Regions from separate parts of the Zea mays genome. Here region 1 is linked to region 2. A link is a contact called in public HiChIP or PLAC-seq data. All regions are on one chromosome and are shown on one strand. The core of a region is the stretch at or near the end of the contact, and the rest is flanking DNA. Distances in the headings are between cores, read along the strand shown.

The links. HiChIP or PLAC-seq counts read pairs in DNA pulled down with a chosen protein or histone mark.
Region 1: an H3K4me3 HiChIP or PLAC-seq map of leaf shows a contact between it and region 2, with 4 times the contacts expected there. The contact joins the enhancer-like site here to the promoter of LOC542199 in region 2. A contact is called at or near these places in 5 of 25 Hi-C or Micro-C datasets (ear, endosperm, leaf and 1 more) and 1 of 3 datasets of contacts at active chromatin or transcription factors (leaf).

What each region holds. Positions count from the first base shown.
Region 1 is chr2:18,615,926-18,618,913 of Zm-B73-REFERENCE-NAM-5.0, reverse strand. No RefSeq gene overlaps it. Among protein-coding and RNA genes, the nearest start is that of LOC103648451, 35 kb to the left of the region's middle. Within about 2 kb of position 1,488, at least 17 of the 20 cell types and tissues checked have an H3K27ac peak or open chromatin away from gene starts, as enhancers often do. A contact at or near this core is called in ear, endosperm, leaf and 1 more, where this site is marked.
Region 2 is chr2:18,525,251-18,528,234 of Zm-B73-REFERENCE-NAM-5.0, reverse strand. It overlaps LOC542199 (naked endosperm1), which reads left to right and starts at 1,474. Exons shown (of 4, transcript NM_001351719.1): 1 at 1,474-1,788; 2 at 2,329-2,652. The coding sequence starts at 2,460.

The DNA of each region.
Region 1 (2,988 bases), core at 239-2,738, 91 kb before region 2:
CGCCTCCTAGAATTGCTAATCCCGAGGAGGCTTCGGCAAATCTCAAACAACAACTCAATGTTCCCTTCTCTATGGAGATAGTTATCCTCATGACATGGAGCATTTGGAAGTGTTGAAATGCATGGTTATTTCAGAACACAGATCCAAAGGTGCAGCAATGTAAACATGAATTCACAAAGAAATTACTCCTGGTCATCCATAGAGCTCGGGGAAGATTCGATTCCTCCATTCCTAACTGGCTTCAGCAATGGCAGTCCTAACTAACCCTTCCCTTGTGTAATTTGGCTAACTGTATGCTCTAAACTGTAATTTCTCAGTATTAATAAAATTTTCAGTAGGGGTTCCCCCTCCCGTCCTCTCAAAAAAAAAATATAACTTGTCGTCCCACGACTAAGGCCATGTTTGGTTTCTTTAGTCTAGGGACTAAAGTTTAGTTAGGTGACTAAAGTTTAGTCCTTAACATGTTTGGTTTTATGGGCTAAAAATAGTAAGAATATACTAAATGACTCATAAGAAGACTAAAATGACATTTAACATTCTCCTGCTATTAGTACAATTGAACTAAATGAGGGGTAAATGTGGAATTAATATGGTTAATCCCTTTTAGCACATATGTGAAGGACTAAAGACTAAATTATTTTAGTCCATATTTTAATCCTAGTATTTGGCAAAAAAGTGACTAAATGAGACTAAAAACTAGAGACTAATCTTTAGTCACTCTAACCAAACACGCCTTAATTGCAATGGAATCCAGATGGGAATCCTCTCTCCCGTTGACAGTAAAAAAAATTAAATCAATGGAGACTAAACAAAGCCAAGCCCCTCTAAATAAAATATCCATGGACGTACAGCTAAAGAAGAAATTTTGAAGCTTTCAGACCCTTTTCAGGGCTACTGTACCTTAACAATGCCACTGCCGTCTGTTGATCAGCCGCGAGCGGGACGCGACGTGCTGAAAGAAACGCTTTGAACCTCACTTCGCATCACTGATCAGTACGTACACGCAGTCAGTACTCTCACATAGTCTCATCTCATGCCACAGATCACCAGCTACACGTACATAGTACTATCTGCCATACAGCAGCGCAATGCATGCTTCAAGAAAGGAACAAATGATATAGGCGTATTCCGGTACCATTGTCTCGTCTGGACGTACGTCATGAGACGAGCGCGGTGACGTGCGTCCCTGGAGAAGCTCTATTTGCAAGCTTGCTACGCATGCATCTTCAGATATTCCTGCTTGCCTTCGCTCACAAGGCAGGACTGCAAACTCTCTCTAAAAGAGGAAACAAAGGTTCCTATTCCCTGGTTATTCCTTCCTTCCGTTTCCCGTCCTGCTCATGGATACGAACCCTAGAATGCCCTCCGGGATAATCTGCTGGCCTTGAGGCTGACATCTCACGAGAGAGAGAGAGAGAGAGAGAGAGAGAGAGAGAGAGAGAGAGAGAGAGAGAGGCGGGACCATATAGCGTGTACAGAGGTCACAAGTCTACAAGACTACAAAACTACAACAGGGTCTCTCTCATCACTCTCCCTCTCCCTCTCTCTCTCTCTGTGTCTCTCTCTCTCATTTTTATTCAGCCACGCGTTTCTCTCATCTGTATTTCTTATATGCAGCCGGCCGGATAATGCACGTTAATAGACAACGACAACTTGCACATTATTTCCTGTTTATTGTCACTGCTGAATGCAACTTGCCTTTTGAGAAAACATCTAAAACTTACTGTATGAATGTATATTGCATGCCGCTAGCCAAGACAATACCTGAAACACAGAATCGGTTGCATGCTTGAGAAAGACCTGCTCAGTTCCAGTAATATGATAAATCACCCGGTGGCATAATCAGGTTCCAATTCCAGACAATCCTCATTTTTCAAAGGGATTTTCATTTTTCAAAGAAAATTAGTTTATTTTCCCTTGAAAAAATGAAGCTGAAAAACTAGCCCTAACATATATATGCCATCAGAGTCTGACTTTTTGCCCAGCAGTCACCCTATCTGATACAAATGGAGGCATTACAGTTTTTACTGCTCGAAAACTGATAGATACACAGTGCCTGCCTGGTCTCAAACCTATCTAGGGACTAGGGCAAACCACACCCGGAAAGCAACCATCTGAGGAGAATCTCAGGGGGGTCCGGTGGTGGGCCCTCCAGGGCTAGCACACAACAGTGAACCCACATTCTTCTGCAGCCACAGCCGTGCTATCCTACAAACAAAACGCCAAGCACGTACCGCGCGCACACACAGAAGCACATGACACATGTATAGATGCTACCCGGATAGCTAGCATTACGATTACTGTGCACCTCACGTTGATGCACACATAAGCATCTCTCTCTCTCTTCGGTCGTCTTCCAAGTACTCTAAATCGAAACAAAACCATCGTATCATGTTGGAATTTATGTCCTTGGAACAGGCCATCTGTCGCTCGCTTAAACTAATGCTCACAGGACTGTGAAGGCGTGTGTGATTTGATGTGCATGATTTGGTGTGTGCGCGAGCAGCAGGCGGCGGCAGCAGATGGAGTACAGCGAACACCGCGGCCCAAAAACCTGATGCCCCAAGCAGCGAATGTTTTGTTATGTTTAAAAGCGATCGATCCGTGAGTCATGAGACTCCTGTCGGTGAACAACAACCGGATGATACAGCAGTCGTCGCCACCTCCATCTCTCTCACGGAATTCCCTCACCTAATGCGCAGCTGCCTCTCGCTCGTTGCTGGGTTAGCAGCATAAACTTAATTGAGCGTTCTAGATTTGGTGCCCAGCTGAGATTGGGAAGCAGACGAAGAGGTGTGTTCTTTTTTACGTATATCTATCTATTGTACATTTTCAGGACAGCCTGGGCGTAGATTAAATAGGGTTTGGTGACGGCCACAGCTTGACTTGATTGACTAGGTTAGTGCCTATTATTAGGCTAGCTCCAGATGATTGACCCGGCCGGTACGTACATATATCATCGGTGTGGTGTATAGTATAGGGCGGCTT
Region 2 (2,984 bases), core at 225-2,724:
ATGGATAACCGACTGGTAAGTTTTCTCGGGTACACATGAGTGAGGACAAAGTGTGCACAAAAGACTCGTGTTGGTCTATGGAGACAATATACGATTCTAGCGAGCTGTCAGAAGTAAGTACCACCGGTTCATAGATTGGACAGGGTGTTACATTATATCCATGTATTTTTGGATGGTCATATCTGAACACACACGGGTTCCAGTATCTTTTGGTAGCACCTAGCCCAAGCAACAGCTAACAGGGGGCATCCTATGTACACGAGATGATAGTGCTTGAGTGTGTCAACAGTGATAGCGTCATATTATTTGTTTTCCTACACGCCGATGTGGTTTTATTTGTCAAAAAATTAAAATAGCAGTGGAAAAAGTAATTAGCTGGATCACCAACAGATAATTAATAGTGTGCACCGCTAGCAATCAATATTTCAAAAGAAATTTTGCCACTCTATTTATGGCACTTGTGCAACTAGATATCTTTATATCTTACACATAATTCACAAATACAAAGAAGCTCTATATTGATGGTTTGTAAGCCATTTGTATTGTCGTTTTTAGAACCGCCAAGGGTTAGTAGAAATGTTTCTTTTCACATGTGGTTAATTAATTGAGAACCACCTGTACAAATCTTTTTTTACTGTGGAAAGATGTTTCCATTTGGGGCCAGCCATTTTATTTTTACTGGTGTTCGATAACCAAAACTGTCAGTAGAAATTAGACCTCACCTCAATCTTAGAGTTGTTTTGTACCATTGATTGTTAATAGGGTATACAATATAAAATAGGAAATTAGCATAAATAAATTTATTTATGAATAGAACTTAGACAAGAATATTCCACTCGCTATACGTGATTTGGTTGGATCAACAGTACTGTAGGTAGATACTAATCATAGCCACATATGCAAACGAACTTTATAAGTGTATTTGAAACGGACAGCTATAGGTTGTTAGAACATATTTTGTACTATATAGAGTATAAGGTGAGATTTACGCTACACTAACTAGCTCTTGCTTGTCAGCAGTCTCACGTATAAACCATGATAAATAATAACGTCTCAAAATGGTCATGACGTGCATCATACATACACGTACATACATACAAAATATGTACGTGTGTGAACAAATGCTAACAAAAAGATATGATGAATCTAACAGAAATTAGGTGGTATCTCTTTGGTATATCAGTAAGGGTATACGAAAACACGAGCACACACACTTGAGTATATGCTTGCAACCCATAAACGTCTAAAAAAACAAAACAACCCCTGTGAAAATGCACGCTTGCAGCCCATAAACATCTAAAAAGCCAAAACAACTCCGGGGAAAAGCTTTTGCGGGTGTGTGCGCATGTGTGATGGCGGGAGGTAAGCCGGCCAGCCCCACGCAGTCGGTGGACCCAATCCTCAGACGCTTCACGACACCGCTTTGCCTGCTGCGTGAGCTTGTGCTTGCCCCCTGCTCCCATCCGTTGTACCCTTTCTCTCTCCTCCTCTCTGTCTCTTGCTCCGAGCTGTATATAAAAATACTCCCTCTCCTGTATATTTCCCGTGTGCATAGGCGCAGGGGGGAAAATTCCAGAAATTGATTTATAGTGGGGCATATTAGATGTGGGAGAGGAAAGCAGCAGGAGAGAAGAGAGAGAAGGAAAAGTATGACAAGGAAATGAGAGAAATGGGAGAACAGCCTTCTTAGCCTCTCCCTCCATGCATCCTCTCTCCACCACTGCTATCTCTCAGTAGCAAGAGCAAAGCAAGAGGAGAGCGAGCTAGCGGTACCAGGGAGAGAGTGAGGTATAGAGAAGAAACAAACCCAGTCTAATATTTTTTTCCTGCTAAATATATTTGTCTCTCTGTATGTTTGTGTCATATATGAGTCTGCGGGTGTGGGTGTTTGCGAGCTTTTGTTGTTTTGCTTTTTTACTTGTTTTGAGTGCAACTGTTTGTTTGGATTTCCCTGTTCTCTTTGTTCTTTTGTTAATCTCGGAAGAGTCCTAAGCGGCCGATGCCTTAGCTTGGAGTTTTTCTCGGCTCCTTGTGGATTTGTTTCTTGTTTCAGATCAGTTCCAAGCACATACATATGAGAAGGTACAGCCATCACTCCCCTCAGGAATTTCGGGGCCTCTCCTCTTCCGGTCTTTATCTCCTTGGTTCTGTCGGGCTCTTCCTCGATTTGTCTCCGGATCGGAGGAACGGCAAAAATCTTTCTCGTCTCGCCCCCATGGTCGCCGCTCGCATGCTGTGTGTGTCATGTGCTGCCTGGAGATACTCGCGCTCTTTTTGCCGTTGTTGATTGCCATGCCTGTCTCACTTGGTAAGTCTTGCTTGTTCCAGCGAAGAAGGGGAAGGACGAAGAACACTGCCGACCCTATTCCTAGCAACGGGCCAAAGCGACCAGCTGCAGGAAGGAGAAGCAGTGTTGGCGCGTTCGAGCTGGTGGTGCCAGGATAAATCGGGAGGAAGTGATGGCATCGAATTCATCGGCGGCGTTCTTTGGTGTTAGGGATGGGGACCAGCAAGACCAGATTAAGCCGCTGATATCACCGCAGCAACAGCTGGCAGCGGCGCTGCCCGGTGTGGCAGGCGGTGTTCCTGCGGCGTCCGGCCAAGGCGCGCCGCCGGCGCAGCCACCGCCCAAGAAGAAGAGGACTATGCCTGGTAATTTATTACGCAACGCAAGTACCCCCCTCCCCTCCCCCTTTTGATTCCGGTCGTGCATGCACACTGCATACAGGTCAGGCCTATGCTGCCTGCGCGCGAGAGATCTCGCTCGTCTGGATCTATTGGAGTTTTATGAGTTGGATGCTGACACCAGGAGCATCTTCTTCTCTCATATGCACTCGGTTTCTCTTTCCATGTCTTCTTGGTTTCTTCACTTCTTGTCTGTGTGTGTTTCTCTTGATTCGTGATCGCTGCTCTCTACACTGCGTAATTAATATAGTTCCGAGAGTTGTTGCCTGGTTTTTCAACGCAGATCGATGTGTGCAAAC